Regions from separate parts of the Mus musculus genome. Here all the other regions are linked to region 1. A link is a contact called in public ChIA-PET, HiChIP or PLAC-seq and promoter capture Hi-C data. All regions are on one chromosome and are shown on one strand. Each heading gives the region's core, a stretch centred on a gene start, on an enhancer-like site or on the middle of the called end of the contact. The rest is flanking DNA. Distances are from core to core; before and after follow the strand shown. Region 1 holds the start of Rbm39 (RNA binding motif protein 39). Region 2 holds the start of Soga1 (suppressor of glucose, autophagy associated 1). Region 3 holds the start of Samhd1 (SAM domain and HD domain, 1). Region 4 holds the start of Ndrg3 (N-myc downstream regulated gene 3). Region 5 holds the start of Map1lc3a (microtubule-associated protein 1 light chain 3 alpha). Region 6 holds the start of Pigu (phosphatidylinositol glycan anchor biosynthesis, class U). Region 7 overlaps Rbl1 (RB transcriptional corepressor like 1).

What was found. Promoter capture Hi-C pulls out the DNA fragments that hold promoters and counts their contacts. ChIA-PET counts read pairs in DNA pulled down with a chosen protein or histone mark. HiChIP or PLAC-seq counts read pairs in DNA pulled down with a chosen protein or histone mark. Capture Hi-C pulls out chosen DNA fragments and counts their contacts.
Region 2: a promoter capture Hi-C map of adipose tissue shows a contact between it and region 1, with 2.7 times the contacts expected there. The contact joins the promoter of Soga1 here to the promoter of Rbm39 in region 1. A contact is called at or near these places in 1 of 39 promoter capture datasets (pre-B cells), 1 of 115 datasets of contacts at active chromatin or transcription factors (memory CD8 T cells) and 1 of 9 other capture datasets (adipose tissue).
Region 3: a contact with region 1 is called in a promoter capture Hi-C map of pre-B cells, with 3 times the contacts expected there. The contact joins the promoter of Samhd1 here to the promoter of Rbm39 in region 1. A contact is called at or near these places in 1 of 39 promoter capture datasets (pre-B cells), 3 of 484 Hi-C or Micro-C datasets (B cells, CD8 T cells and regulatory T cells), 3 of 115 datasets of contacts at active chromatin or transcription factors (bone marrow-derived dendritic cells, effector CD8 T cells and pancreatic cancer cells) and 3 of 9 other capture datasets (adipose tissue, liver and macrophages).
Region 4: a contact with region 1 is called in a promoter capture Hi-C map of liver, with 2.9 times the contacts expected there. The contact joins the promoter of Ndrg3 here to the promoter of Rbm39 in region 1. A contact is called at or near these places in 2 of 39 promoter capture datasets (liver and pre-B cells) and 3 of 115 datasets of contacts at active chromatin or transcription factors (effector CD8 T cells, embryonic forebrain and extraembryonic endoderm stem cells).
Region 5: a promoter capture Hi-C map of pre-B cells shows a contact between it and region 1, with 2.9 times the contacts expected there. The contact joins the promoter of Map1lc3a here to the promoter of Rbm39 in region 1. A contact is called at or near these places in 1 of 39 promoter capture datasets (pre-B cells) and 1 of 115 datasets of contacts at active chromatin or transcription factors (memory CD8 T cells).
Region 6: an RNA polymerase II ChIA-PET map of memory CD8 T cells shows a contact between it and region 1, with 14 read pairs. The contact joins the promoter of Pigu here to the promoter of Rbm39 in region 1. A contact is called at or near these places in 2 of 115 datasets of contacts at active chromatin or transcription factors (memory CD8 T cells and microglia).
Region 7: a contact with region 1 is called in an HNF4G HiChIP or PLAC-seq map of pancreatic cancer cells. The contact joins the enhancer-like site here to the promoter of Rbm39 in region 1. A contact is called at or near these places in 1 of 39 promoter capture datasets (pre-B cells), 1 of 484 Hi-C or Micro-C datasets (centroblasts), 3 of 115 datasets of contacts at active chromatin or transcription factors (large pre-B cells, pancreatic cancer cells and pro-B cells) and 1 of 9 other capture datasets (liver).

The regions. Positions count from the first base shown.
Region 1 is chr2:156,178,132-156,182,366 of GRCm38.p6, reverse strand. It overlaps Rbm39 (RNA binding motif protein 39), which reads left to right and starts at 2,129. Exons shown (of 17, transcript NM_001291114.1): 1 at 2,129-2,480; 2 at 3,127-3,190. The coding sequence starts at 3,140.
Region 2 is chr2:157,076,845-157,080,797 of GRCm38.p6, reverse strand. It overlaps Soga1 (suppressor of glucose, autophagy associated 1), which reads left to right and starts at 1,533. Exons shown (of 15, transcript NM_001164663.1): 1 at 1,533-2,569. The coding sequence starts at 1,889. It also overlaps a transcript of Tldc2 not described here.
Region 3 is chr2:157,133,231-157,137,066 of GRCm38.p6, reverse strand. It overlaps Samhd1 (SAM domain and HD domain, 1), which reads left to right and starts at 1,971. Exons shown (of 16, transcript NM_018851.4): 1 at 1,971-2,188. The coding sequence starts at 1,978.
Region 4 is chr2:156,990,585-156,994,409 of GRCm38.p6, reverse strand. Ndrg3 (N-myc downstream regulated gene 3) reads left to right here and starts at 2,299. Exons shown (of 16, transcript NM_013865.2): 1 at 2,299-2,411. It also overlaps the pseudogene Gm14276.
Region 5 is chr2:155,274,944-155,279,038 of GRCm38.p6, reverse strand. Map1lc3a (microtubule-associated protein 1 light chain 3 alpha) reads right to left here and starts at 2,675. Exons shown (of 4, transcript NM_025735.3): 1 at 2,393-2,675; 2 at 2,026-2,081; 3 at 1,835-1,941; 4 at 966-1,564. The coding sequence starts at 2,432. The coding sequence ends at 1,402. It overlaps Pigu (phosphatidylinositol glycan anchor biosynthesis, class U), which reads left to right. Exons shown (of 12, transcript NM_001004721.1): 12 at 390-787. The coding sequence ends at 503.
Region 6 is chr2:155,354,875-155,358,722 of GRCm38.p6, reverse strand. It overlaps Pigu (phosphatidylinositol glycan anchor biosynthesis, class U), which reads left to right and starts at 1,299. Exons shown (of 12, transcript NM_001004721.1): 1 at 1,299-1,457. The coding sequence starts at 1,328. It overlaps Mir695 (microRNA 695), which reads right to left and starts at 1,906; the gene lies at 1,798-1,906.
Region 7 is chr2:157,168,845-157,172,758 of GRCm38.p6, reverse strand. It overlaps Rbl1 (RB transcriptional corepressor like 1), which reads left to right. Exons shown (of 22, transcript NM_011249.2): 15 at 2,629-2,892. It also overlaps the pseudogene Gm14277. Among named protein-coding and RNA genes, the nearest start is that of Rbl1, 34 kb to the left of the region's middle. Within about 2 kb of position 2,443, at least 81 of the 459 cell types and tissues checked have an H3K27ac peak or open chromatin away from gene starts, as enhancers often do. A contact at or near this core is called in pancreatic cancer cells, where this site is marked.

The DNA.
Region 1 (4,235 bases), core at 880-3,379:
GTCCCCAAGTGCTGGGATTAAAGCATATGTCACCATGCCTGGCCTAAGTCTCAACTTTATTATTACTAACATTTTAATGATTTACTTTTATTTCATATGCATTGACGTTTTGCTTGCATGTATGTCTGTGTCTTGAAGGTGTAGGATCCTTTGGAATTAGAGTTACAATTGTGGACCATCACTGGGTGATGAGAATTGAACCCTGGCTCTCTAAAAGAGCAGCCAGTGCCTCTCACTGCTGAGTTCTCTCTTCAGTCCCCAGTCTAGCTTTTCAAGAACAAATTGTTTAACATACACATACACATTTAACATGCATGTGTTTGGCTTGCATGTAGTCTGTGCACCACCTGCATACCTGATGCCTGTGGAGACCAGAAGGCATCACCAGATCTGCTTAATGTAGTTGTGTGCAGCCAGTGAGTATTGGGAATCAAATCAGTGCTCTTACTCCTTTCTCTCCAGTCCCCCTTCTACCTTTTTCATAGCCTTTTACTGTGTGGCACGCGTTGTCCTTGACTTGGCAGCCCAGGACAGGACTATTAATTAAGGGCTCCTGTAGAGAGATAGAAGACAGAGAGGGGCTTGGTCTGACCTTAGTTAGGCAAGACCACTGCTTATTCAGGGTGAAGGGGCATCCCTGTCACCACTCACCCTATGGTTAACATTCCTATAGAGGAAGACAGGTTGTAGCCCCTTATAGGAGCAGAGAAGTTTCAGTAGTCCACAAGGGAAGTTGGAAAGCCTAATCTTTCAGCAGGAAACTATCAGTGATTTCATGCAGTGTGCCACATCTGAGAGAGAAAGCCAGATCAGCTAAATTTTTTGGAACTCATAAGGCTGACCTCAAATTCACAGAAATCCCCCTGCTTCTGTTTTCTGAGTGCATAACTATAGACAAGCTCTACCAGGCATGCTAGAAAAGTCACCTGCCAACTGTATTACATTGCCAGCCCCAAGAAGTTTCCTGTCATCATTCCACATGCTCTTCCTACTCCTCACGAGCTTTCAGGGAGAGTCCACCTGGACATACATCCCCTGCTAAACTTGGGAATTAGTGAATATTTGCAGTCTTGGCTAGTGTCAAGCTTATCCTTGCTACTAATTATAATATTCCCCCCTTGAGGAGGAATCGGAATATATGGAGAGCTTAATTTACTTGCTCAAGGTCACATTGTTGGAGTGGCTACACCAAGCAAGGTGTGACATTTTGGACCTTTTATACCCTCAATTATTAAGCTGCTGATAGGTTTCCAGACTGGTTTGATATTTTATTTCAAAACGTTTTCTATTATGTAAAAGTGGGAGAAAAAAAAAACCTTCCAATGATCACTCAGCTTCTCTACCACAGAATTAACCACTCCCAAATACACAAAAAGCAAACCAAATAAAATCCAACAAAAATTAAACAAAAGCGGTAAATTCACACAGTCAAAATCCTAGGGAAAAGTGAGGGGACCTTTTAAAGTCACAAACCACCCCGATTCAGAGCCCGACTAAATTCAGGGGTTAGAAAGCTACACACTGCGGTTTCTTCCCAGCCCGGCCACCGCCTCCGGTTTCCAAGGGTGTTGCGAAGCTTCACTATCGAGCCCACATCTAACTGGTGACACCAAACGACAAGAAAATCGTACTTTTTATTCCCATTCCCCTGTGTACAGCTCGTTCTTGTCTGCATGCGTTTTCACCACTGGTGGGTCTGGACACGACTGTCTTAGCCCACAGCCATATGTATTATAATAGGTTGCCTTATGGCGACCTTGACAGCCATCTGTGTGGGAGGGCGGGTGTCCGGGGTGGGGGTCGGCTCTGAGAGGGGAAACCTTCACACCCAGCGAGGAGATGACACCAGCCAGGATGACAGCAACGATGCACCACTCAGCAAGGAATCCTCCCAAAGATTGACAGTCAGGGCACCAACTGTCTTTGCCCGATAGAGGACGCACCCTCGCGAGACTTGGGTGCAGCTCTGGCGGGGGAGTCCGAGAAGCCTTTCGGAATTGGGGGAAGGGAAACTGTGATCATCTGTGGCGCAATCATTGCGCGAGATTGGGCCACGGTCGCCGGGAGCCGCGGTGAGAGATCTCGCGATAGTTCGTGCTTTCCAGTCTGGAACCCGGGGCAGTTTCTCGCGAGAGCCCGTGCTTGCGGCTCCGGGAGACCCCGGGTGTTTGTGTGTGTGTATGTGTTGGTGACTGTGAGTACGGAGGAGCAGCGGCCGCCATTTCAGGGAGCTAGCCGACGCTGTCGCAGGGGTGGATCCTGAGCTGCCGAAGCCGCTGCCCTGCTCTCCGTCGCGGGCTCCTTTAATCCCATTGTTTCTTTTAGATTCGCTTGGGCCTAGACGCCCTCGGGGCCCGATATTCGGGTTGGGCGGTACCGCGGCCTGGGCCTAGTGGCTTAACAGTAGCGACAGCAGCAGCGGCGGCGGCGGCGGCAGCCGACTTCCCGTGGCGAGCACAGGCGCGCGGAAGCCCGCACAGGTACGGGGCGTCGCGGCCGGCGGGGAGTGGGTCGCCTGCCCGAGCTGGGTGCTCCGCGATGCCGAGGCTTTTCGCCGCTTTGCTCGGCGCGCAGAGGGGGAGGGGGCCTTCCCGGTACGGTGGGGTCACCTCTCCTCGGCCGTGCCCTTCATCTCGGGCAAGGACGTCGTGGGCGTTTTTTGGTAGCGGCCGGGACCTCCGTGGGGACCTCGGTCAGATAAAGATCTGTCCTTCCGAGGGCCGGGGCTGGTCGCGACCTCCCAACATGGCGCCCGTGGAACGCCGCCGTGGTACACAACCCCTCCCAGCGGAGGGAGTCTCCCTCCGCCGCTAAAATGGCAGCGCGGGTTTTGTGCGGTGAGGAAGCGCTCCGCTGCATCCTTCCTGGGGGCGCTTTTAGCCGCTCGCGGGCGGGCTTTTGAAATTCGACCTGGAGTCCTGCTCCTGTCTTAGGTACAAGGAACGTGACACTTGGCGTACCCAAGGCAGCCTTGTCTGATGGGCGTCGCACAATTTTAGCCATCGTAGCGCTTTCAAAGGAGTTTTCTCAGGCTTTGAGGATGGGAGATCAAGGGGACATTTTATCTTATTTTATTATTTAGCAGAATTGCAGGTGTACTTACAGGACTGTCTTGTTCTTCCCCAGGCGAGTAGAGAAAATGGCAGACGATATTGATATTGAAGCCATGCTTGAGGCCCCTTACAAGAAGGTGAGAAAACACGCTAGTGAGCTTTAATATATTTCTTAATTTAGCATTATTCACGAAACTACTGCTGAAATGTAAACTAACCTTCCCGGAGCCCTCTTGATTACCTTATCAGAGATGCAATACGTGTAACTTACAAAAGTAAATATATGCTATTGATGTAATAATATTGTGCAGTAGTTTCACTTCAGCGTGATGAATAAATGCCCATCTATCTCTCTTTGTAGACTTGCCTAACGATATCTCACCTCTACTCCCATGAATTCACCTTTGATTCCAGTGTGAACTGTCAATCATAAGGTAGTAATTGAGTGACTTATCGCTGTACCGTGGTCCCCTAGGTAAAATGACTCAACTAAGAATTACCAGCTCCAGTTTGGTATAGCAAAAAGGTGAATGTAGTGGTTTGGGAAAACTGCAGGGGTCCAAGAATAATAAATTACAACCAGTCTCTGGCAAGTAAATCTTAGAAGTCTTGAAAGAAGAAATGGGTGAGATTTAAATTTTATTTTATATAAATAGATATAAGACTGGTGATAGTAAACCTGAATACAGGCAGGTATTGATCTGCTTTTCAGTTAATAATTATTAAGATTCTTGGATCCCTGAATAGAAATTGGCAAAAAAGAGGAAAAAAAACCAAGAAAAAGAACAGAAGAGAGAAAAGAAAAAAAGCAAGAGACAGTATCACAGCTTAGAGTCACTTGATGACTGTTTTACTGCTCTCCATAGTGTTTATTTTTAATTAGGCCCTGCCATAGCTTTTCACACTCAAAACTAGAAAGGAAGTATTTTGGCCAGTAATACAATATGACCCATTTCGGTATCACAGTAAAAGTCAGCACTCTTCATTCTTTGACCAGTTGGTGGTGAAAATAGCAGTGTGCATGCATGCATTGTCACTGGTGTCTCAGACCTTAAGCCTGGTAACTTAGAGATCCTACTATTGGTGATGTGTTCAAACTGTGGAATAAAAACATTGCGCTTAAACCGTTTATAAATAATACATTTGTCTTGGAGTGTAGCACGACCATGTGGTGCCTTTTGG
Region 2 (3,953 bases), core at 284-2,783, 900 kb before region 1:
TGCATTAGTGCCTACCCAGCTGAGGATGGTCTCATGCATATGCCCTCACACTGCAAAAACCCATGTTCTATAGGAAGCAACAAGTTTCAAGAACTGCACATTCTCTCTGTATCACTTCAATGAGCCCCTTAAGAGCAGGGACAATCACGATAATGAACTTGTAATGGACCCATTAGAGCAGGCTAGGACTGGACTCCGCGGCTTGGGTGTAGGAGGACTCCCCAGGGTCCTCAGGGTTCCCAGGTGCTAGGCAGACCTGCTTGTACTTCGAGGTGGATGGTGGGTCAATAAAAGAAAAAGGAGTAGACCTTGAACTAGTTGGCCATGATGTAGGTCAGGTTAGGAGAAAGGGGAGGAGCCAAAGTAAAGATGAGGGAAGAAGAGGAGGACGAGGAACCCATGGAAAAGAAGGGGGAAAAGAGAAGGGGAGAGAAAGACCGAGAAGGGTCTAAAGGAAGAAAAAGAGGCTGCATAGTGTGTGTGTGTGTGTGTGTGTGTGTGTGTGTGTGTACGAGCTACCTTCTGGGTGGCAAGAGACTGGGCAGCTACCATGCTGATGAGTGCCTTCCCAGGGCCAAAGAACTTACTATGGTTTAGGCACAGTGTGGAGAGGGCAGAGGTGAGGAAGGTGTAAGGGATTCTGAGAAATTAACTCTGATAGCCTGAATAGCTCAAGAGGAAAGAAACCATGCCCACCAATACTGGGGCCTTGGAGTCTGTGGTGGAGTCAATCTGACCCTGTTGGTATTCAGGGTCACAGTCCCATGCCAGCCCCTAACCGGCCTAGAACCTGCCCCCTAAGCACCTAACGGTCTGGCATCCTCAAGGCACAGCCTGAAGTTAATCGCAAAGACCATGAAATTGGGGTCGGGGAGACAAGACTATGCCCGGGTTCATAGGCAACTAGGGTGTGCAAGATCCAAGATGCACGCGGAACGCCACGGTTCCAATGGCAGCGGACAGATAGACGAGGCAAAAGGAGTCCAGCATACTCTGTAGGATCCATCCTGCTTCCTTCTCAGACCAAGAACCGACCGCGTGCCAGGTCGTGTTCAGTTTAAGGTTCTATAGGATGGGGTCGTTTGTCATGCCCAGTTAAAGGGGGCGGAGTTCGCGCAGGCTCAGCACCCACAAGGGGCGCGCGGCGCGGTGCTGGGTGTGCATGGATGCTGGCTCCGGCCCTTTGAGGTCCGCGGGGCCTCTGCCAGGGAATAGTCTCTCCTGTCGTCCACGAGGCCCCTACGGCGACGCCGGGCTTCCAGGCTCCTCGGCCGGGTGTGATCCCCCAGCCCGCAGAGGAGCGGCCGGCGGCCCGGAGCGGCGGGAGCGAGCCGAGGCCGCGGCTGCCCGGGCCCGCCTGACCCTCGAGGGGGTCGCTGTTGCCTCGCGGATCCCTCCCTCGCTCCCCGCTCGCGTCCCTCCCCGCTGCTCCCGCCGCGTCCGCCTTTTGTTCGCCGAGCCGCGCGCCCCCGAGCCGAGGCGGCGGGGCGGGGAGCTGGCGGGGCTGCGTGGGGGGCGGGCCGCGCCGGGCGGAGCCGGGGCCCTGGCCTCAGCCGGACTGGGAGTCCGAGGCGGCGATCGCCGAGCAGGCTGCAGTCGGGGTCCGGGCGCACTCCGGGGGCGCGGCGAGGCGGAGGGGGCGGGCACCGGGCGGAGCCGGAGTCGGAGTCGCGGCGCCTGGAGGAGATCGGGCCGCGCGCTGAGAGCACCGAGTGGCGGAGAGGCCGCGCGGCGCGGGGCAGGGCCCGAGCGCAGCCCCCGGACGCAGGAGACCGGAGCGCAGTCGCGGCCTGAGCGGCGGGAGCGCATCCGAGACCCGCCGCAGGGACACCCAAGCCGGCCACTCCCGGGCCATGCGCGCCGCTCGCTGAGACCCGGGGAGGCCGCGATGGAGACGCCAGCGGGAGAGTCATCGGCGCGGGGCTACGGCCCCCCGCCTGCGCCCGCGCCCGCCGCGGAGAGGAAGAAAAGCCACCGCGCGCCATCACCAGCCCGGCCCAAGGACGTGGCCGGCTGGTCTCTGGCCAAAGGCCGCCGCGGCACAGGCCCGGGCTCCGCTACAGCCTGTGGCACCGCGTCCTCGGCGAGGCCCGACAAGAAGGGGCGCGCGGTGGCTCCTGGTACCCGAGGCACGGGGCCTCGGGTGGCCGGGGTGCGCACGGGGGTCCGCGCCAAGGGTCGCCCTCGTCCCGGTACCGGGCCCCGCCCGCCGCCGCCGCCGCCCAGCCTCACGGACAGTAGCTCCGAGGTGTCGGACTGCGCGTCGGAGGAGGCGCGCCAGTTGGGCCTGGAGCTGGCGCTGAGCAGCGACGCCGAGTCTGCGGCGGGCGGCCCGGCGGGGACCCGCACCGGGCAGCCGCCCCAGCCAGCGCAGTCGGGGCAGCAGCCTCCGCGGCCTCCCGCCTCCCCGGATGAGCCGTCGGTGGCCGCATCGTCGGTGGGCAGCAGCCGCTTGCCACTCAGCGCCTCGCTAGCCTTCTCCGACCTCACCGAGGAGATGCTGGACTGTGGGCCCGGAGGCTTGGTGCGGGAGCTGGAAGAGCTGCGTTCCGAGAACGACTATCTCAAGGTGGGGACCTGGGGGGGATGGGGGAGGCGCAGGGGCGGGAGAGGACTGGTCATCCGGGCTCAAGAGTCCAGGGCGCTGACCAAGCAGGGAGAGTGCCCCACCTTCTCTTCCCACTTTTCCGGTGAGGAGGATTATGGATAAGACACCGAGTAAAGGACCCCAATGTGCACTTTCCCACCCGCGGTAAAACTGTTTTAGAGGACACGTTCTGATGGGTGAGTGGGGATAGTCAGCCAAGGCTGACCTTCCCCCCCTCTAACCTGCCCAGGACCCCGGTCCCAGATCAGCAGGCTTTCTCGGCTCTCTGTTCTGGAACCAATGTCCGTGTGTTAGGCTGCCAGGGAAACCGTGCTATCCCCTGGCAAGGAGAGGCAGAACACCATCCTAAGTCCTTACCCAGGGCTTCCCCGGCAGGCCTGTCCTCGCCTGCCTTTTGGGGCGGATCCAGTTTGAAAGCGTGACATCTGGGAACATCCCCTTGGCTCGAGTCCACTTCCGCCCAGTCTAACGGTCCCACAGCCTGGGAGGATGATGTCGTGGGAGAACTGGTTCAGAGGCCACTTCCTCAATCCCAGGATATTGTCTTCTGTCCCCTCTGAGAGAGGTTTGGGCAGACTTGGCCCGTGCTCCCTGTGGGAAGAGGGAAACTGTCCTGCTGGTTAGGGGTATTCCCTCTGTGTGTGGGCCTGGAGAGCTGTCTGGGAGAAGCAATCGTCGGTGACTGGGCACCTAGGTGCAGCCCATGCTCTGGCTGCCTCTTCTTTGACATGGTGGCAGCTATGGGGACAGTCCTGCCCTGGCTTCTTGACCTTGGTGTGGGAAGCTGGGATCTTCACGGGCTGCACTGCCGCTGCTGGAAGAGGCTACAGTATTGTCTGCACTTGACAGTTGATGGCCTGGCACAACACCCAGAGTGCCCTGGCCAGGAGCCATTGAGTTGACAGCACTCTAATGACATGTCTGCCCTGTGGCACTTAACTGCCTCTTGCTTCTACTGTCGGGGGAGTCTTCCTTAGGATGTTGGGGTGTCCCTCTTGCTTTCCTTTGGGTCCTCTATCCAGCATGTTCTCAGGAAACTCCTGTACACTAGAGGACACAGGTCTATCTGACAAAGGATTATTTACCACCTGTTTGTAGCCTGGGCCTTCCCCAAACCAGGCCTCCATTTTTTTTTTTTTTCAGTTAAATGGGAGTGTAAGTCTTCACAAAGGTGTTACTCACTGTTGACATTTGGGAGCTGGGGTTCAGTTAGAGGGCGAAGTCTTCTGAAGTCAGTGGTTAGAGTGCAGGCCCTGAGGATGGAGTCAGTCTTCCGAGATGCTCCTCGTGGCTTCCTGAATTCCCAGCCTGAGCTACTCCAGACCTGGACCCGAGCACCAGATGA
Region 3 (3,836 bases), core at 722-3,221, 950 kb before region 1:
CTAGACAACTTGACTGCTCCGGGAATTATTAGATTGTTAGATTATTTGAGACCAGAAGACCCGTCCTAAATCTTCTGGTTCTTCTGCTGGCAGCCCAGATGAAAAGATATGAGAGACAGTTAAGAGCTTCTTTGCCTGCTTGCCCTCGCTCTCACTAGCACATTCATCTATGCCAGTCCTGTGGCTTTCCTTTTGGACAAAAGCCAACTCCTTTGGGATTCTAGTGTAGACAGGGGGCCAGCAGCTCTCCAGGACTCCTCCAGGACTCCAGTGCCAGGCTGGGACTATTATGACAGACAACCAGCCTCCTGGACCCAACAGTTACCACATTCTTGGCCTTTTCCAGAGTCTCACAGCCATTGTTGGACTACATGAACTAAATCCTGTATAAATCCCTTTTAAACACACACATAAATATTTACTCTAACATTTCTGTTCCTTTAGAGAGTACTGACTAAGGCAGATTTAGTAAGAGCATGGTCTTTTGCAGGAAGCCCAGTCTCTGTTGTTTCTTAGCTCCCAGCTTTTTTTTTTTTTAAGATTTATTTATTTATTTTATGTATATGACCATACTGTCCTTGACACAACACAAGAGGGCATAGGATCCAATTACAGATGATTGTGAGCCACCATATGGTTGCTGGGAATTGAACTCATGACCTTTGGAAGGACTGTCAGTGCTCTTAACCACTGAGCCATCTCTCCAGCCCTCTCTCCCAGCTTTTATACTTCACTTTCCTACATCTGAAATTCGTTAAATGAATGTTTGTAAAGCCTTTAGAACAGGGCCCTGATCACATCAGCACTGTTTGCTAAGAATATTTTGGTTCATCCGATTTCTAGTTTGTCTGTTGTTTGTTTGTTGCTGGGTAATGAACATCGGGCCTCGAGCTTGTTTTGTTTTTGGTTTTGTTTTTTCGAGACAGGGATTCACTGTGTAGCCCTGGCTGTCCTGGAACTCACTTTGTAGACCAGGCTAGCCTCAAACTCAGAAATCAGCCTGCCTCTGCCTCCCAAATGCTGGGATTAAAGGCGTGCGCCACCACACCCGGCTCTCAAGCTTGTATTTTATGCCTAAGCATCACTTACAGCTGTCGGGCTCACCACTAAACATCTCATTTGTACTGCCTGACGTTAAAATACCTAGATGTGTATGTGTCTTGGTTTCTGAAGAGGTGTCGTAAATTAGTGGTCGTTGTACTAGTAATGGGTGGATAAAGATTTATGGGGAAGTTTGGGGTCTGTCCCAAAATGGCTTAACGCCAAAAAAAAAAAAAAAAAAAAAAAAAAAAAAGAAAGCCTGCTATTTGGACACTGACTAGTAATTAGTAAAAATACTGTCTATTTGGAAATAATAGGGCGGTCTGCTGCCAACTAACTGTGAATGTGGAATCTAACAGGACAGTCCGACAACCAGCTGGCAATCACTTCAGGGTTTTCCAGTTGGGCCAGTCCCTTGTTTTCTGCTCTGGGATAGGAGTGGCAGCTTTGTTGCCTTATAGGGTTTTTTTGTTTTTTGTTTTTAATTTTATTTTAACAAGTTTACAGCTTGGGGTGTTTGAAACCTGGCAAAACGTATTTGTTTCAGGAAGATACCTGCAGTTCACCAGAAGACCTTTTTAATCTGGAGCGTGGTGAACCTTCCTTAGCCCCAGATGCCCTCTTTGGCCTTGTCCTCACTAAAGTCTCCACTCTTAACCACAACTCAGTTTTGCTTTTCTAATAACACCACCCTTTCGGAGAAACACAAGGGCGGAGTTGAGGGCGATCGCGTAGGCATTGCGCTTGCGCAATGGGCCGGGCGCGAGCGCCCCGGGGAGGCCACGCTCCCAGGGCTGATGTCCGGGGCGCCTGCGCAGTAGGCCTGGAGGCTGGCAAAACTGAATGGACTCACTTTTGGGGTGTGGTGTCAGTGCGGCTGCGCGCGAGCCGGTGCCGCGGTACTTAACTTCGCAGCCCCGGGTGTCGGAGGTAGCCATGCAGAGCGCACCCTTGGAGCAGCCAGCTAAGCGACCCCGCTGCGATGGCAGCCCAAGGACGCCACCGAGCACTCCTCCTGCAACAGCTAATCTGTCTGCAGACGACGACTTCCAAAACACCGACCTCCGAACCTGGGAACCGGAGGACGTGTGCTCCTTCTTAGAGAATCGTGGTTTCCGAGAGAAGAAAGTGCTGGACATCTTCAGAGGTAGCGGGCCTGAGGGACGAAGGATGGCCACCGTGGGGCCGAGCAGGGAGAGTCCACATGGGAGGCATCCTAAGGGGGAGGTCTCTGGGGGAAGCGGCTGGCGGGAACCCGCCGCTGGAGAAGGAGGCGCCCTGTCGGGATGCGAACACACGGGCTACCCGAGGTGGGCACAGGTGAAGTGCAAGCCCATCGGTTCACTCTGGGCGGCGAACCTAGTAGAGGCCCAGGGAGGTTTGGTAGAAGGGTCTTTTCGGGAACTTGTCACTTCTGCCAGGAGCGATCCCCGCCCTTCTTAGAAGATTTTACCCCAGACCTCCGGCTGTGGCTTGCGGTCTTTCAGGCTCACCTGGCTTGGGAGACCCTTTTGTGCTAACCGCAGCTCCCGGAACACTTGGCCCCATGAGAGATTTTGAGCGCTTTTAAGTTTAACTCTGAAGCTGGTCCCGGAATTTGGGGTTTTCCTTAAAGGGGAGGGAAGGTGCTTAATCTCTGGATTCTCACTGACTATCATAATAGCCTAGTAGGGTTCAGTATGTGCTCATTGTATTTGCAGAGTGCTACTAAGGGAATTTCTCTTCCAACATAAGAGCAAGTTATTCACTGAAACCCCAACATTCCACAACTTGGCCACTCAAGAATTTTAAGAATTTTAAGGGATGCTTCTGGTTCTTGGTCTTGCTCCCGTCAACACTTTGAATCTGCTCAACTTTTTTTTTTTTTTTTTTTTTTTTTTTTCTTGGTTGGTGGCTGTGAAGCTTAACCCCTTGCATGATCGATCCCCGGAGGTGTTCGCTTGGAAAGTGGCCCCTCCGTGGTTATGATTTTCAAATTCAGTGAACTTTACTTCTTGTGGGGTGGAGCCCCTTGTGCCTAACTGAAGGACTGACTTTAAGAAAGCTTTAAAAGGGGTTGCGGATTTAGCTCAGTGGTAGAGTGCTTAGCAAGCGCAAGGCCCTGGGTGCGGTCCTCAGCTCTGGGGGAAAAAAAAAAAAGAAAGAAAGCTTAAAAATAGGAACTCACGTTTCTCTTTTTCTCTCCCTCTACAGAAGAGTAACTTTGGGGGTGGGGGTGGGGTAAGACAGGGCCTGTCTTATGTAGTCTCTATAGACCAGCCTAGCCTCGAACTCAGAGATCCACCTGCCTCTGACTCCTGAGTACTGGGATTAAAAGTGTAGGCCACCACACCTGGCAAGATTTCATTTTAACTATATATATATAGTTATATATATAGTTATATATATATAGTTATATATATATATATATATATATATATATAGTGCTGGGGTCCTTGAGGCCAGACTGGAGTGACTCCATGATGGAGTTGCTGCCACAGGGGTGCTGAGAACTGAAGCTGAGCCTTCTGCAAGAGCAGTGAGTGCTCTTAACCATGGAACCATCTCTTCTGGCTCTGTTTTTATTTTTAGTTATGTTTTTATGGGGGTGTTGGTAGGGGGTATGTGTATGATGAGTACAGTGTCTGTCACAGTGTCTGTCGAAGCTGTAAGAGGGCAGCCAACCCTCTGGAGCTGGAGCTCAGGAGCTGTGACTGGCCTAACTAAAGTGAGTGTTGAGGGCTGACCTCACTCCTCCCCAAGAACAGTGTGTGCCCTTTGCTGATCAGCCATCTCTCTAGCCCCAGATGATGTTT
Region 4 (3,825 bases), core at 1,050-3,549, 810 kb before region 1:
GCCCCTGATGGTGGCCAATATAGATGACTGCTGCACTTCAGCCAGGGGCTGCGCTGCCAGCTTGGGCAACTCTGTCAAGGCCATCTTTGATGCCCCCTCCATGACCTACAGCTACTTGACCCCTGACCTCTGGAAAGAAACTGTTCAACAAGTCTCCTTATCAGGAATTCACTGATCACCTTGTGAAAACCCACACCAGATCTGTTCAGAGGACCCAGGCTCCAGCTGTGGCTACACATAAGTCTTTCTATACAAAAAGATAAAGTGGATTAAGTTGGTTAAATAAATAATTATGCCTCCATGTCATTATTTGGAAATTGGGGTGGTCATAGAAAAGCCCAGACAGTTAACACCTAGTTATCAAAGATAGAATGATACTGTCCAGAGTAGAACGAAGAAGGAAACCAGACAGCTTCCAAGAAAGCCTGTATTTGAGAATCAAAGATGTTATTACTGACTGTTGTTTCAAGAGCAGATAGACTTTGGAACATGTCTTCATCTCACTTTGCTCAGTCATCCTCAAAGGTGACTGTGCCTTCCTCCATTTTCTTACATCCGATCACATTTGTTTATAAGTGTTCAAACTTGAAGATGGAAAATGTGTTTGATGTCTTCAACTTAAAAATGACTAGAACGTTTAAAAAACAAAGCATGAAAACTTGGACCTCAGCACTAAAGAAGTAGAAGCTAGAGTCAGGAGTTGCAGGCTCTGGGCTACACAGCAGCTGCTAGGCCAGTGGTTTGTGTTGGCCTGTCTCAGTGGTACTGAGCTCCAAGCATGGTTTATGCTTATTCACAGCTTTATGAGAGAGGCTTTGTTTTTTGTGTCATTTATAGAACATTGGCAATGTTTCCTAATTTAGCCAGTAATATGTACTGAGGGTAAACTTGCAGTTCAGTGCTTTGTTAACAGTTAAATATAAATCATGTGGGGGCTGGTGAGATGGCTCAGTGGGTAAGAGCACCCGACTGCTCTTCCGAAGGTCCAGAGTTCAAATCCCAGCAACCACATGGTGGCTCACAACCATCTGTAACGAGATCTGACGCCCTCTTCTGGTGTGTCTGAAGACAGCTACAGTGTACTTACATGTAATAAATAAATCTTAAAAAAAAAAAAATATAAATCATGTAATAAAATGCCTTCAATACTAGTTTTGCCTTCATTCAGATTGGCTTGGGCCTGGCCTGGGTTTGTTTAATTTTACCCTTCTAGGTAGACAGTTCACTGAAGGAAGATGGCAGAAACTGATAATAGGCCAACCTACCTAATGCTACAACCCTTTAATAACATAAGTTGCTCATGTTGAGGTGAGCCCCAGACACACAATTATCTGTTGTTCCTTTATAACTAATTTGCTAGTGTTATGAATCAAATATAAATATCTGATATGTAAGCCCTGTGAAAGAGTCAGCTCCCAAAGGTATGGTGACCCTTGTGCCATAGAGGAGTGCTGTTTCCCAGCTTCTCTCATGGCTTGTTCAGCTTGCTTTGTTATCCCCTCCAGGGCCACCTACCCATAGTAGGCTGGGTGCTCCCATTATCAGTCATTACTAAGAAAATACACTACACAGTCCAATTTACTAGGGGCCTTTTCTCAACTGAGATTCTCTTCCCAAATTACTTTATTTCAAATTGACATAAAAGTTGCCAGCACATGCAGGCAACGTTTTGATTCTAGTCTGGAGAGATGACTTAGTGTTTAGATGTGCACTGTTCGTAGAGAGGACTGGAATTCATGTCTGTAATCTCCCATTTCAACATTCTGCAGCTGTCTTTAGTAGGAATCTGCTACATTTATATGAACATCACTGCCCTGCACAGATGCTCGTATATGCACAATTAACAATGAAAATCTTTAATTGTTGAGTCAATAATATGTTCAGTCGTTTTTTGTTTGTTTTGTGTGAAGTAACCAACTCTCTTGTTCTACTCAAGAAGGAAATAATATGGCTGCCATTTGTAAAAGATGGAAGAGGACTAGGAATTTGATTCCTGGAAATCGAATCCCTGAGGCTCAGGAGTGCCAGATGATCTTGAGTGTAGCTTTAAACCTTGTTAAAACAAGTATGTCATGGCCCATAAGAGCTTACTAATAATTCAACCATGAGGGAGAGGTAGGTGTGCAGAGAAAACATTTCACATCCCCTCCTGGCAGTTCTGAGCAACAGCCTCCGGGACACCGCAAGAAGAAAAACTACAGCCAAGATGGCGCTGCTAGAGACTCTGTAGGCCTGACCACCATTTTGTCTGTAGTTCCTAGCGTAAGCAGGCGCGTTGCGCATGCGTAAACCCCCGGCATCCTCAGCGCGCCTGCGCTGCGCAGCGCCCCCCCTCCTTGCTGCTGCTGCTGCTGCTGCTGCTGCTGCTGCCGCTGCTGCTGTAGATTGACGGCCCCGCGCTAGCGCTTCAGGTGAGTGAGCGCCTCTACCACAGCGGGCGGAGGGCGCGCCGCGCGGTACGCCCGCCCGGGTGTCGCTCCTCTGTGCGCTGCGGACCGATGGCCACGCGACCAGCCCCGGGTCCTCGCGGTCGGCCTTCTCTGAGCCCCCCGAGCCTATCGCGTTCAGCCCGGCCTCCCGCGCCCCTGCCGGTACCTAGTCGGCGGAGGGCAGCGTGTGACCTGTTGGGGTCCGGCGTCGCTACAGAGGTCTGCACCCTCCGTCGCTGGAACCCCCTGAGGCTGTCACCCGTTCTCCGCCTCTCACGGCGGAGCACGGAGCTCCTAGAGCTGAGCATCCACCTACCCCGTTGCCCCTCACAGCCCAGAGAGTTTTGACAGGGGCCTGGACTCGCCTTCTGTGGGTTTCTTCCCAAAGCCACAGAGGCACTCTTCTCTCCTGGGACCACAGGACCACGGTTTGTCTAAAGCCCACTTTGTAGCCAAAGAAACTGAGGCACGGAGAGGTGAAATGTCGCGTCCAAGGTCATGCAACTGACAAGTGACACGGCCAGCTCTCTTAACTCAGAGGCGGTGGGGCTTTCACAGCCAGAGCTGGTGGGGTTTGACCTTGTATCTTTAAATTTGGGGCGGTGGGGAATACACTTGTCATTTATCTAGAGTTGCTTTTAAAGGTCGTAAAAGTGGGCTACGAATAGAATTATCTTCTGGTCAGTACGGTGGAAATGCTGTTGTGATAACAATCGCGATGTTAACGTGAACTGGCTCCCTCCCAAATACTCGCTTTGTGCCAGGGATCTTGCTAAAGGTTTTATTAAGATCGGTTCACCTTTGTACCTCGCTGCTTCCCTATCCAGTGCTTTCTCCCTTCTTTTTCTCGAAGCCGTTTTTTCCCCCTGCAGAGCTCTCCTGCATGTCACAGGTAGACTTGGAGCCTCATGGCTTAAGCTGAGAGGCTCTCCCCTGTGGCTCCCTGGTAGAACACAGTAAGCCTCTCCTGCGTCAACCCCACTCCCCTCCCCCAGGGTGTCCCCCCCCCAGCCCCCCAAGGTATAATTAGCATTTCTTTTCTAGCTGTCAGGACTAGGCTGGCTGGGCTGGCTGGACTTGTGGAGGTGACAGAGCAGATTTAGCCAGTATCACCTCTTTTTGGGACTTTCTGGCTCTGCTCCAAAGCTGGTCTTGAGCATTTTCAGGCTTTAAGATAAAACGAGAAAGCGTTGACACGGTGGTGAAGAATCTAAGACACCTCCTTTGATTTGAGTTCCAAATGAACAGCTATAAAAATGTGTTGATTTTTTTTTTTTTTTTGCCCCCAAAATAACTAGCACAAACTGCCTTTTCCTCCCTTAGCAAATCCTCCTCCACACTTCAAAGGCTCCACAAAATTTTCATCTTCCCTGCTTAATTTTCCTAACTAGAATTA
Region 5 (4,095 bases), core at 1,426-3,925, 900 kb after region 1:
CCAAGGTAGAGTTCCTGGGCTGCCTGTTATGGGAGAAATGGGCAATTTTGTGTTCTGAGTTCCTGGATAGATGGTTTCTCTAGGGAAGGCTAGATGGGGAGTGCCTGTGGGCAGCGGCAAGGTGCACGCACCACTGTAAGAACACGGGTCTGGACTCTCACGTATGAAAGTATAAAGCAGGAAAAGGGAACAGAAGGCAGGATACAAACAGCTGCCAGATGACCGGTAAGATCGTTCAGGGCCAGGAGCGTGCCAAGAGGGAAGGAGGTCCCTAGGCAGAATTATAGATTGGGAGATGCCAGGCAGGCACTAACCTGCCTGTCTAACCTGGCAAAGGGTAGCATTCAGTAAGGTGCCTTGTGGCTTCTCACACTCTCTTTCCTTGCCAGATCCTGCTCATCTCTGACTACTTCTATGCCTTCCTGCGGCGGGAGTATTACCTCACACACGGCCTCTACTTGACTGCCAAGGACGGCACTGAGGCCATGCTTGTGCTCAAGTAGCCCTGGCTGGCACAGCGCTGCATGGACAAGAGGGGGAAGGGCCAGAAGCTGGGCCAGGTCCCTCATCCAGAGTTGCCAGCAGGCGCGTCCTCAGGCAGAAGAAGTTCAAGTCCAGGGTCACAAATCTCTGGCACCAAAGGGGACTCATAGCTGGCAACAAGGCCCATGGGGAGAAGCTAGGAGCACCCCACTTGGACCCCCACTTTGTGACTGTGCACAGAAAGGAAGCAGCCGGTGAGCAGGGCTTTATAGGTTGTGACTACTTAATAAATGTGTGGATCTTTTTTTTTTCATTGTTGTTCTGATGACATGTATTCCTGGAGTGGAGTGAGCTTGGCCCCCTAATACTACGTGCTATCCTGTACTAAGGAGTGGGTTTCTGGGAACACGCGTCTGTCTCTGTGTGTGAACACAGTCACCTAGCAGCCCTCCCTGCTCCCAAACAAGCAGCTGGAGGCAAAGGGCCAGGCAGGCCTGAGCAGTCTTTATTCTTTCTGCAGAGGAAATGACCACAGATCCATACACCGAGTCAGGACAAGGGGAGCCAGCCTTTCAGGGGTGGGGCAGGTCCTGGCAGGAGGCAAAGCCTCAGGTGGATGAGGGGCAAGATGGGCAGACAGGCAAGGGCCTAACAAAATGACAAACCCCACAGAGCAGGGATGCTGCTCCCCACCCACTCCCAACCCAGCCAGCACCCAAAAGAGCAACCCGAACATGACTGGCCCAGGACCTACCCAGGATGTGGTAGGCTGGCTGGTGGCCCCTACCTGGGGGGGGGAGTGGGTGTCACATCTCTGCCTAATCCACTGGGGACTGAAATAGCTTAGTTTAGGAGCCAGGACCTCCCTGGGGAGAACCTGACCAGAACTCCCAGCCACCCCCCTCCCCTCCTCTTGACTCAGAAGCCGAAGGTTTCTTGGGAGGCGTAGACCATGTAGAGGAATCCGTCTTCATCCTTCTCCTGTTCATAGATGTCAGCGATGGGTGTGGAGACGCTCACCATGCTGTGCTGGTTGACCAGCAGGAAGAAGGCCTGCGTGGGGTTGAGTTGCAGGCGGCGCCTGTGGAGGCAGGCAGGCATGCCAGGTGAGGAGGCTGCCTGCTGGAGGCCTAGGTGACCCTCCCAAAATGTTACTGAACCTTCACTTTCGGTCCATCTCAGCCAGAGGCTCTCACCTCTACTGAAGCTCGTCCCAACCCCGACCTTGGTCTTTTCCAGCCTCCTAGAACAGGGGCCCGGTGTCCCAAATCAGTCCCCTCGCCCCACTCCATCCCTTCTTGTGGAACCTGACCCTGCCCCACCCAAGGCCTGTAGGAGGCTGCCCACGCACCGGATGATCTTGACCAACTCGCTCATGTTAACATGGTCTGGGACCAGAAACTTGGTCTTATCCAGGACAGGCAGCTGCTTCTCACCCTTGTAGCGCTCGATGATCACCTGGAGTGGAGTGGGCGGGGGACTCGTAAGCCAAGGGCGGGACCTGGCAGGGCAGGGCGTGGCTGGGGGGTGCTAGAGACTCACCGGGATCTTACTGGGGTGCTGGTCGCGGATCTGCTGCACCTCCTTACAGCGGTCGGCTGCGGACAGAGCTCTGTGTGAGGCCCAGCGGTGCTGAGGCCTCCCGCGACTCCGCCTCGCTGATCCCCGAGGGGCGGCTCCCGGCCCGCCCCGCCCCAGCGCCCGCCCCCGGGGCCGTCGGCCCCGCAGCCCTCCACCGGGGGGACGCGGTAGGGAGGCGGGCGACCCTGCCAGGCCTTGCGGCCTCTCCACCCGGGGTCCGGCCGGCCGGTGCCTGACGTCATGGGGCTGACGTCACCTGCGGCAATCGGGGTCGACTGGCACCCCCATCCCTCGATCCCCGATGGCAGTTCGCCCCCCAGGGCCTCACCGAAGCTGCGCCGCTGCTTGAAAGGCCGGTCGGAGGGCATCGCGCGGGCCCGGCGGGGCGCGCAGCCGGGGCTCCGGGGTGCGCGGCTCAGAGATGCGTCTGCGGTTCGGCGCGCCGGGGGCTCCGGGGCTCGAGCTCAAGGGCTGCGGGGCTCGCGCTGAGCCTGGCGGTGGCGGCTGCGGGAGGTAACTCGCCTGGGTGACGTCAGGTCACAACATTCCTTAAAGGGGAGGCCGGCGCGCCGCTCCCATTGGGCCGACGGAAAACCCGCCTGCCTGGACCTGTGACGCCACGGCGCAGACAGCCCGGATTCCCGGCGCAGGTCGTAAGGAGGCGGAGCTCCAGGGCGCGTCACAGTTCTGTGACGTCACGATGGCAAGCTCCTCTCTTTGGCGCCACAGACTCAGAAGCCAGGCATTTGTCGCCTCCATCCAGTCTCTCGACGCTGCGGAGTAGTTCACCGCACCTTCATCGAGTTTAGCATTCGAGAAGGAAGGTGGAGCGGGGAGAGGATGGAACACCCAGAGTTTTAAAATTTTTAATGTGTCTGTAAGTGTATGCCCGCGGATGCAGAACATAGCATCGGATTTCCTTAGGCTGGAGTTAATCGCACTGCTGGGAATCAAGCTTAGGTCCTCTGAAATAATAGCAAGGGCTCTTAATTGTCGAACCATTGCTCCAGACCCCCCACCCAGGCTTTCAAAGAATTCTGGAACAACCATAGAAAGCATAGATTTCCAGAGTGAGGTTGGTTAATAGGTGGTTTAGATAAAGCAGGAGAGAATCGCTGAATGGGGGGGCTATATCAGAAGTGGTTAACCATGAGATGGAGAACATTCGGAACTGACAACACGCGAAGTCAGATTTTACAGGTAGAGCCCCTTGGTAGGATAGAAAGAAGTATGGTCTGGGAATGTTACCGAGGGTCAGGGTAGGATACTTGCCTAGCAGATGGAAGGCTTAAGTTCAGTATCTCAGGTTTTGCGGGAGGTGGAGGGGATAGAGGGACTGGACGGACACGGAGAGGCGGCCCCTTGAAGAACTTTAAAAATCGATTGAAAGCCAGAATCAATGCCAGATGTAGCTGGCTCTCATTTGTAGTCCTAGCTCTATGGGAGTTTGAGGCAGGAGGATGGGCTAGAGTTGAAGTAAGGAAGAAAAAAGATAAAACAAAAGAATTTACAAAGGACCATTGTTTGAAAAAAAAAGTTAGTTTGTACTTCAGAAACATACAGCTCAAAGGGAAGAAATTTGATGGGAACCAAGTTAACAGATGCACGCTTGAGTAATTCTAAACAACTGCTTATGGACAGAAATGGTAGTGATTGGTACAAAAACAAGCTGCTAAGGTAACAAGAATTCAGCTGAGATTGCCTTAAAGAGGCTGGGTGGCGGTGCCTCCTTAACCCCAGCTCTGTGGGCAGAGACGGGATGGTCTCTTGAGTTCAAGGCCAGCCTGGTCTAGATAGTGAGACCTTGTGTTTTGGGTTTTGTTTTGCTTTTTAAATGTCTTAGGGAGCTGGATTTGTTTGGAAAGATATTATTGTCTGCTTGGTCAGGTAGGGTGCTTGCCCGCAAGCATGAGGATGTGGGTTCAATTTTCGGAATATGTTAGATCCTAGAGGCTCCACCTACAAAGGGATTCAACCAGGCCTTATATCCCATCTCTACCTTCTCCAGGCAGCTCAATGCCTGGTATGTGG
Region 6 (3,848 bases), core at 50-2,549, 820 kb after region 1:
CTCTGCTTGGAAACCATGAGAAGGCATCCTGCCGTTCTCATCTAAAATGTCACCCTGTTCTGTCACCAGCATTCCTCCCTTCCCCATGGATATTCTCAATTATGCATTTTATTTTATTTTATTTTATTTTTCTAAAAATATAGTTTTTCCTTTTTAACTGGGGTACAGTATGATAACCCAATACAGTATACAAGTAATCATAGGGTAACTGACATATGACTTCAAACATTACTGTGCTAGGAAAAATCAAAAACCTCTACTCCCTATTTTGAAGTATTCAATACTTTTTGTTAACCATGGTCATACAATCGATGCACTGTTCCATTTTCTTCATGGATATAAAAATTTCTTGCATAATTAATTATTATAGCTAATTTTAAAGCACCCATGTAGCACTTTTCATACATAACGACTGTTGGCGCTTATCAACGGGCTCTGTTGGCGCTTATCAACGGGCTCTCCAAACCCCTGACTTGTTATGTTTGCTTATCTCTGAGCTGTACACACTCCCACCTGGAGGGATTTCAAGCTACCAACCTGAACTGAGAAAAGCAAAACTGCATCCTACACAGAATTTGCTGCAGTACATGTCCTGGTTATTATTCTCAACTTCACACAATCTAAGGTCATTTTGGAAGAGGAAACCTCAGTTGAAAAATTGCCTTCCATCAGATTGGTCTGTGAGAAATTGTCTTGATTTTGAAAAATTGATTGATGTGAGAGGGCCCAGTTCATTGTCGGAGGAGGAAGCATCCCTGGGCAGGTGTGCTGGTGTTGTGCATGAAAGCTGTTTGAGCATGAGCAGAAGAGAAAGTCTATAAAAGCAGGGTTCTTCCGCGGTTTTAGCCTCAAGCTCCTGCCTTGAGTTCCTGCTCTGACTCCCTCGGTTAAATAACTTGCTGAAGGTCGCAAAGCTAATAATTAACCACTCCAAAGTGTTTCCTCGCCACACAATATAGTGCCTTGAGGATGGTTGGCGCTCAGTAAATACGAGTGTCGCACTTTTTAAAAATATAAAGGTAAACATTTTAACATTAAAATATTCACACGAGTGAAATTATTTCTTTAAATTTTGCTCACGATCTCAGTAAAATAGGTACAATATTTCTTCACTTCTCTTGCTTGATCAGAGGCGTAGTCCAAACCTTTGCAAAAAGTTTGACACATCCCACTTTCCGTCGACTCGCCGCAGGGCTTTCTGGGAATGGTAGTCCTAAAGTCTGTGTGCTCCAGCAACAGCCACGGCACTCGTTCCACGGAGGTACTACAGTGTGGCGCGCAAGTCTTGAGGCTCTTCCGCATTGCCTGCGCGCCCGCCTCAGTTATCATGGCGGCTCCCTTGGCCCTGGTGCTTGTGGTGGCCGTGACCGTGAGGGCGGCCTTGTTTCGCTCCAGTTTGGCCGAGTTCATTTCCGAGAGGGTGGAGGTGGTGTCCCCACTGAGCTCTTGGAAGAGAGGTGAGGCCACTGACTAGAGTAGGGCGGTCGGCGCTCTGCCAGCCTGTGAATTGAATTGGAGGTGGAGGAGGTGGACACAAGCGCACGGTTCTGTGGAGACTGACCCGCGTCTGGGGGTTCTTTTCGAGCTGAGGGCGGAGCTTTGGTGTGGAGGATGGGGTGTGGAGGAGATGTGGAGTGTGAGCCCCACTACCCTAGGGATGGGTATCCGAGGGGGCGTGTCCCAGTATCCCGAGTCAGGCGGCGGGATCCGCGGAAGGATGGATATCCGAGGGTGATGTGTGCATTGGGACTTGTGAAGTGTTAGCTTTTGACAGTGAGATTGCTGGGGGTGTTCCACCGAGTAGCAGATAGCCGAGCCGGTGACCAGGACCAAGGTAACCAGTGCCTTTGTAAGAAAGGCAGCTGTGTACTTCAGTCACCTATGCCCAATCTAGGATTCCTCGTGAAGTTTTTCTTAGTTTGCTTTTTAAATATATGTATGTATGTGTGTGTGTGTGTGTGTGTGTGTGTGTATTAAACCCTATTGCATACTATCGCCTCCAAGAAGACAGAGATTGAGCTGAAGGAGCCACAGGACAGTAGAGGAGACGAACAAGTTTCTATAGTCACTTCCTTAGTGTCTGACCCTGAGTAAACTGCCTTCCCTTTTCCGGAATGAATGAATGAAGGACCAGGTTTGGGAAAAGATTAGAAAAAAGAGGACTTTAAGGTTGCAAAGGATCAAGAAATACCCGAGGTTGTGAAATATTCAGAGCAGAAAAAGATGTGGGTTAGGTTGGGGCTACAGTTTGATTTATTTATTTATTTATTTATTTATTTATTGTCATTATTACTTGTGTGTGTATGGGCGGGGGTTGTGTGTGCTTGTGGTGTGTGTTCAGAAGCCAAAGGAGGATGTCTGGTGTCTTTCTGTATTACTCTACCCTTTATTTCCTAAGATGGGGTCTACTTGAACTTGAAGCTATTTCAATTGGGCTGTATGCCCCCACCCCCGGGGGTTTCTGCCGGTCTCCACTCCTACAATCCTCCCAATGCTGGAGTTACAGGCATCTCAGGCAATGGTTATTTTGGGTCTTTTGACAGGGGTGCTGGGAATTTAGATTCAGATCTTCATGTTTGCACATTGAGTGCTCTTATCCCCTGAACCATCTGTCTAGATCAAGTTTAAGTCTTTAAACAAAACAGAACCTACATACATATATACATACATACATACATACATATATACACACATACATATATACACACATACATATATGCACACATACATATATACACACATACATACACATGGATAGCCAGCACCTAGCTCAAACACATCAGCATCCTAGAAGTCTGCTTTGTGTAGCCTTACACTTTGCTTATTATTTGATTTTGAAACGGGATCTTTTCTTTAGCCCAGCATGTACTCAGATTCATGGTGAACAGCCTTTCAAGGGCTGGGATTGTAGGTGTGAGTCACCACATCTAACTTTAGCCTCAAACTTTAATGCCTATGTTCTCATATCACTTGCTGTCATCAACTAATTTTTAAATATTAATTTATTTATTGTGTGTGGATGCTGGAGAACACTTGTGGGAGGTGGTTGTCTTTTATGGTGTGATTTCACTGGAGTAAGGTTTCTAAAGTTTCTTAGTGTATGCCAAGGAGTATAGTAAGCTTTTAAAATTTGTTTCTCCTCACTTAACCCTCACAGTGATTCTTTGTGGTAGGTGGTAGTATGCCCCCCATTTTACAGATTGTAAAAATGGGGCTAAGGGAAGGTTTCGTCTTGGTGAGTAGTAGTGGTGATAATTGTGTGAGGTAGTAGAACTTGGATTTGGTATCTTTGTGTATAATTTGTTGTTGAAATGAATTGAAGCTACTTAGTTCTTACTCTTTTCAGGATACCAGAACACTGAGAGCACCACCAGGTCCTTCTTTCTCTACACTCTGAGAGCCTAGACATTACCTGTAGTAAGACTTTCTTAGAACTGGGCACAGTGACCCAAGTCTGTAATCTCAGCACCTAGGCAGTAAGACTGTGAGTTTGAAACCAGCCTAAGTTCCTTATAGAATTCAAGGCCAGCAGAGTGAGACTCTCTTAAAAACAAAAACCAAGGGAGCTGGAGAGGTGGCTTAGCAGTTAAGAGCACTGACTGCTTTACCAGAGGATCCAGGTTCAATTCCCAGCACCCACATAGCATCTCATGTCTGTAACTCTAGTTCCAGGGGATCTGATATTCTCACACAACCGTACATGCAGGTAAAGCATTGATATCCACAAAATAAAAATAAATATATCTTTAAAAGAGCAACAACAACAAAAACCCCAGTAATTTATCATCTTATAAATTTTGTTTATCTGGTCTTTCTACAGTAGTATGAGCTTCTTTGTCTTCTTTTTT
Region 7 (3,914 bases), core at 1,194-3,693, 990 kb before region 1:
CTAGAAATATGTGACGAGCTGGGCGTGCTGCTGCATGACTTCATCCCAGCACTTGGGAGGAAGAGGAAGGTGGGTCCCTATGAGTTTAAAGTCAGTCTGTTCTGTTCCACATAATGAGTTCCAGGCCAGCCATGACTACATAATGATACCCTGTCTCAAAAACTAAAGCAAAACAAAGCCAGACATATGTAACTTACATTACAGTTTTTGTAGAAGCTCACAACTAATAGTTCTCCTTGAGTCAAAGGAAACATTGGACTTGAACTTTTGAACAATGCTGGAACTGGTGAGAGCTTGCTGACCCTTGGAAGACAAAAGTCCATTTTTGTTGTTGTATAACAGACAGAAGTTACTAATGGCTCTCTTAGGTTTCTATTGCTGTGATAAAGCAACTTGGGGAAGAAACGGTTTGTTTCAACTTGTAATCCACATCACTGTACACCTCTAAGAGAAGTCAGAGCAGGACCTCAAATAGGGCAGGAACCTAGAGGCAGGGGTGATTTAGAGGTAATGGAGGAGCGCTGTCTTGCTCACTCTACTTTCTTATAGTGCCCAGGACTGCCAGGCAACGGGCAACATGGGCCACAGTGAAGTAAGCCCATCTCAGTCATTAGTCAAGAAAATTCACTAAAGGCTTGCCCACAGGCCAGGCTGGTGGGAACATTTTCTCAGTTGAAGTTCTGTCTTCCCAGATGTCTCAAATTTGTGTCGAATTGACATAAAACCAGCCCAAAGCATTTAATTACCATTCATTGCTCATCTCTGCATATGACCTAGTATCTATGTGACTATCCTGGAAAGCTTTTTGAATGTTTTAACAGCTCTCTTATACCAACTGGAAAGTTAAAAATGTTGTCAGAGAGCCAGCATGGTAGTATATGCCTTTGATCCCAACATTCAGGAGGCCAAGGCATGAGGATCTCTGAGTTCAAGGCCACTCTGGTCTACAGAGAGAGTTCATTCCAGGACAGCCAGGGCTACACAGAAACAAAAACAAAAAACAGAGAGAGAGAGAGAAGAAAATATGAATGTGAGAGTGAGAATGTTATTGGATGGAGCACAGGGCCCCCAATGGAGGAGATAGAGAAAATACCCAAAGAGCTAAAGGGGTCTGCAACCCTATAGGAGGAACAACGGTATGAACTAACCAGTACCCCCCAGAACTGTGTCTCTAGTTGCATATGTAGCAGAGGATGGCCTAGGCGGCCATCAATGGGAGAAGAAGCCCTTGGTCTTGTGAAGATCATATGCCCCAGTACAGGGGAATGCCAGGGCCAGGAAATGGGAGTGGGTGGACTGGGGAGCAGGGGCCGGGGGAAGGTATAGGGGACTTTCAGGATAGCATTTAAAATGTAAATGAAGAAAATATCTAATAAAAAAAAATTTAGAAGCTGAAAACATTTTAAAAAATATAAGGGGAAAAAAAAGAAGAGAATGAGAATGTGGGGCACACCTTTAATCCCAGCACCCGGGAGGCAGAGGCCAGCCTGGTCTACAGAGTGAGTTCCAGGACAGCCAGGGCTACACAGAGAAACCCTGCCTCGAAAAACAAAAACAAACAAACAAAAAAGAAAGTACATGAGCTCTATTGCAGAGATCTGTTGTTTCTGTTGATGTACCTAAAAAAAACTCCTGTGACTATCTGTTATATTAACATAAAAACTTGATTAAGCTGCTATCATATTGAAATGCTGAATTTGGATAAATGAAACCTCTATTTAAATCTGTTTGATTCTAGAATAAAATATCTCTTCTTCCTTAAAGAAGAACATATAGTATCAAAACTGTCTTGAGATCCTGTGTTCACTGTAGTGAATTGCATTGGGAGAGGCCCTGTCCCTAACTGTGTCTGTGTGACAGAGGTTAATACCCCATGTCTTCCGATGTTGCACTTCGCCTTACCACATGAGGCAGGCTGGCTAGTGAGTTCTGGGGTCTGCCTGTCTCTGCCCATCCTCCCCCGCTTTATTTACTCTGTCAGGATAACAGACCTGTGCCATCACACCGTGAGGCTGGGGCTCCAAATCCCCAGCTTCTTATATTTGCATGATGGGCATTTTAACGACTGATCCATCTCACCAATCCAATATCTTCTCTTTGGTTTTGATCGGAAGAGAAGACCCTCCAACTAAGGCAGGGCCAGCAGTGGCATGTGTCACGTTTGCTCCTGTTTCCTGGTGACCCTACTAAAGATGGCTCTGTGTTTACTGATTCATAAACCACAGCCACTGCCTTAAACTGCTAGGAATGTGGGGGTGGCAAAACTGTGACTCCACAAACCGAGTTTTGCTTGTGCCTCCTCTTAATCATGGGTGCTATTTATTTAGTAGGTAATACTAAGAGCTAGAATCCATCTCTTCAGTTAGTGCTTATGTCATTCGACTGCTCAGCCTCTCCCTTGTTCTTAATGGGTTGCTCTGTTGCTATGGACAGAGCTGCAGGAATGCGGAAAGCTGAGCTGCCACACTGCTCACTCTGCTCTCTCTCCCTCTAGGCTCAGCAGTCCGTGAGTGTGGGAACCATGCTCCCTTCTACAGCTCAAGTGCTTAGTGTGTGAATAAGGAAACCTGAATTTTTTTATTTTGGAATACGTTTTAAATTTAAACCTTTTCTTTTTCTCTTTATTAGATATGCAACCATTGTCTCCGATTTCTGTCCATGAGCGCTACAGCTCCCCTGCTGCAGGAAGTGCTAAGAGGAGACTGTTTGGAGATGACCCACCAAAGGACACACTGATGGATAAGATTATGGCAGAAGGAACAAAGCTGAAAATTGCTCCTTCGAGTGTCACTGCTGAAAGCTTATCAATTTCCCCTGGGCAAGCTCTTCTGACAATGGCCACAACCACAGTCACAGGGACGACGGGACGGAAAGTTACAGTCCCTTTGCATGGTAGCATCTTCATCTCTGCCTTATATTGTTCAGTTACATAAAAATTTAAGAAATGTCTTATGACATTGCATCACATGATATAACTCTGTATTTTTTAAAAACTTGACTTTATGTATATAAGAGTTCTGCCTGCATGCATGTCTATGCACCATGTACATGCCTGATGCCTGTATAGGCCAGAAGAGGATGTCAGTTTCCCTGGAACTGGAGTATAGGTGGTTGTGAACCACTGTGAGTGGTGAGAACTGAACTTTGGGTCCCCAGCATTAGCAGCAAATGCTCTGAGCCATTGAGCCGTCTCTCCAGCCCCAGTAGTTTATTCTTAAACCTAAGTTCTTCTCTTTCCCTTTTTTTTTTTTTTAAAGAGGATGAGTTTTAGATCTCATCCCAAAAGAACTTTATCGAAATGCCAATTCATCTCAACTTTATTTCATCTCAAAAGAGGTCCAAATAATGGACTCAAAGAAATCAAACCCATGTTCAGTACACATGTATTTCATGCGTCCAACTCCCTGAACTGAACATACTATGTGAATATAATAGATACTCACTACAACTTTAATTTGACAATCAATAGACAACTCTGTCCCTACACTTATGTTTATTAAAAACTGACAAACAAACAAAACCTGTACAAAAGATATCCCCAAATTCCTTATCAAATTGAAACAGTAATCTTGAGAGACATTATCGCCTAGGACCCCCTCTTCCTCTGGCGCGACCATGTCCTCTTCCTCTACCCCGGCCTCGGCCTCTTCCTGCAACAGCTTCTCTTTTCCTAGATTTCACCTTAGGTTCAACATCCACAAGTAGTGTATCTAGAGGTAAGCTGTCTGGTAGAATAAAATACCGAATGTTAGTGCCTTGAATACTCAATGTTTCCAACTGTACAGGTTCTCTGTTCTTCAGGGTCATTTTCACAGCTTTAAGGTGTGTATTCATGCTGACATCTACACCTGTGATTGTTCCATGGACTTGTGTCCCATTCTTCAATTCAATGGTTACAGTTTCATGACTCAATT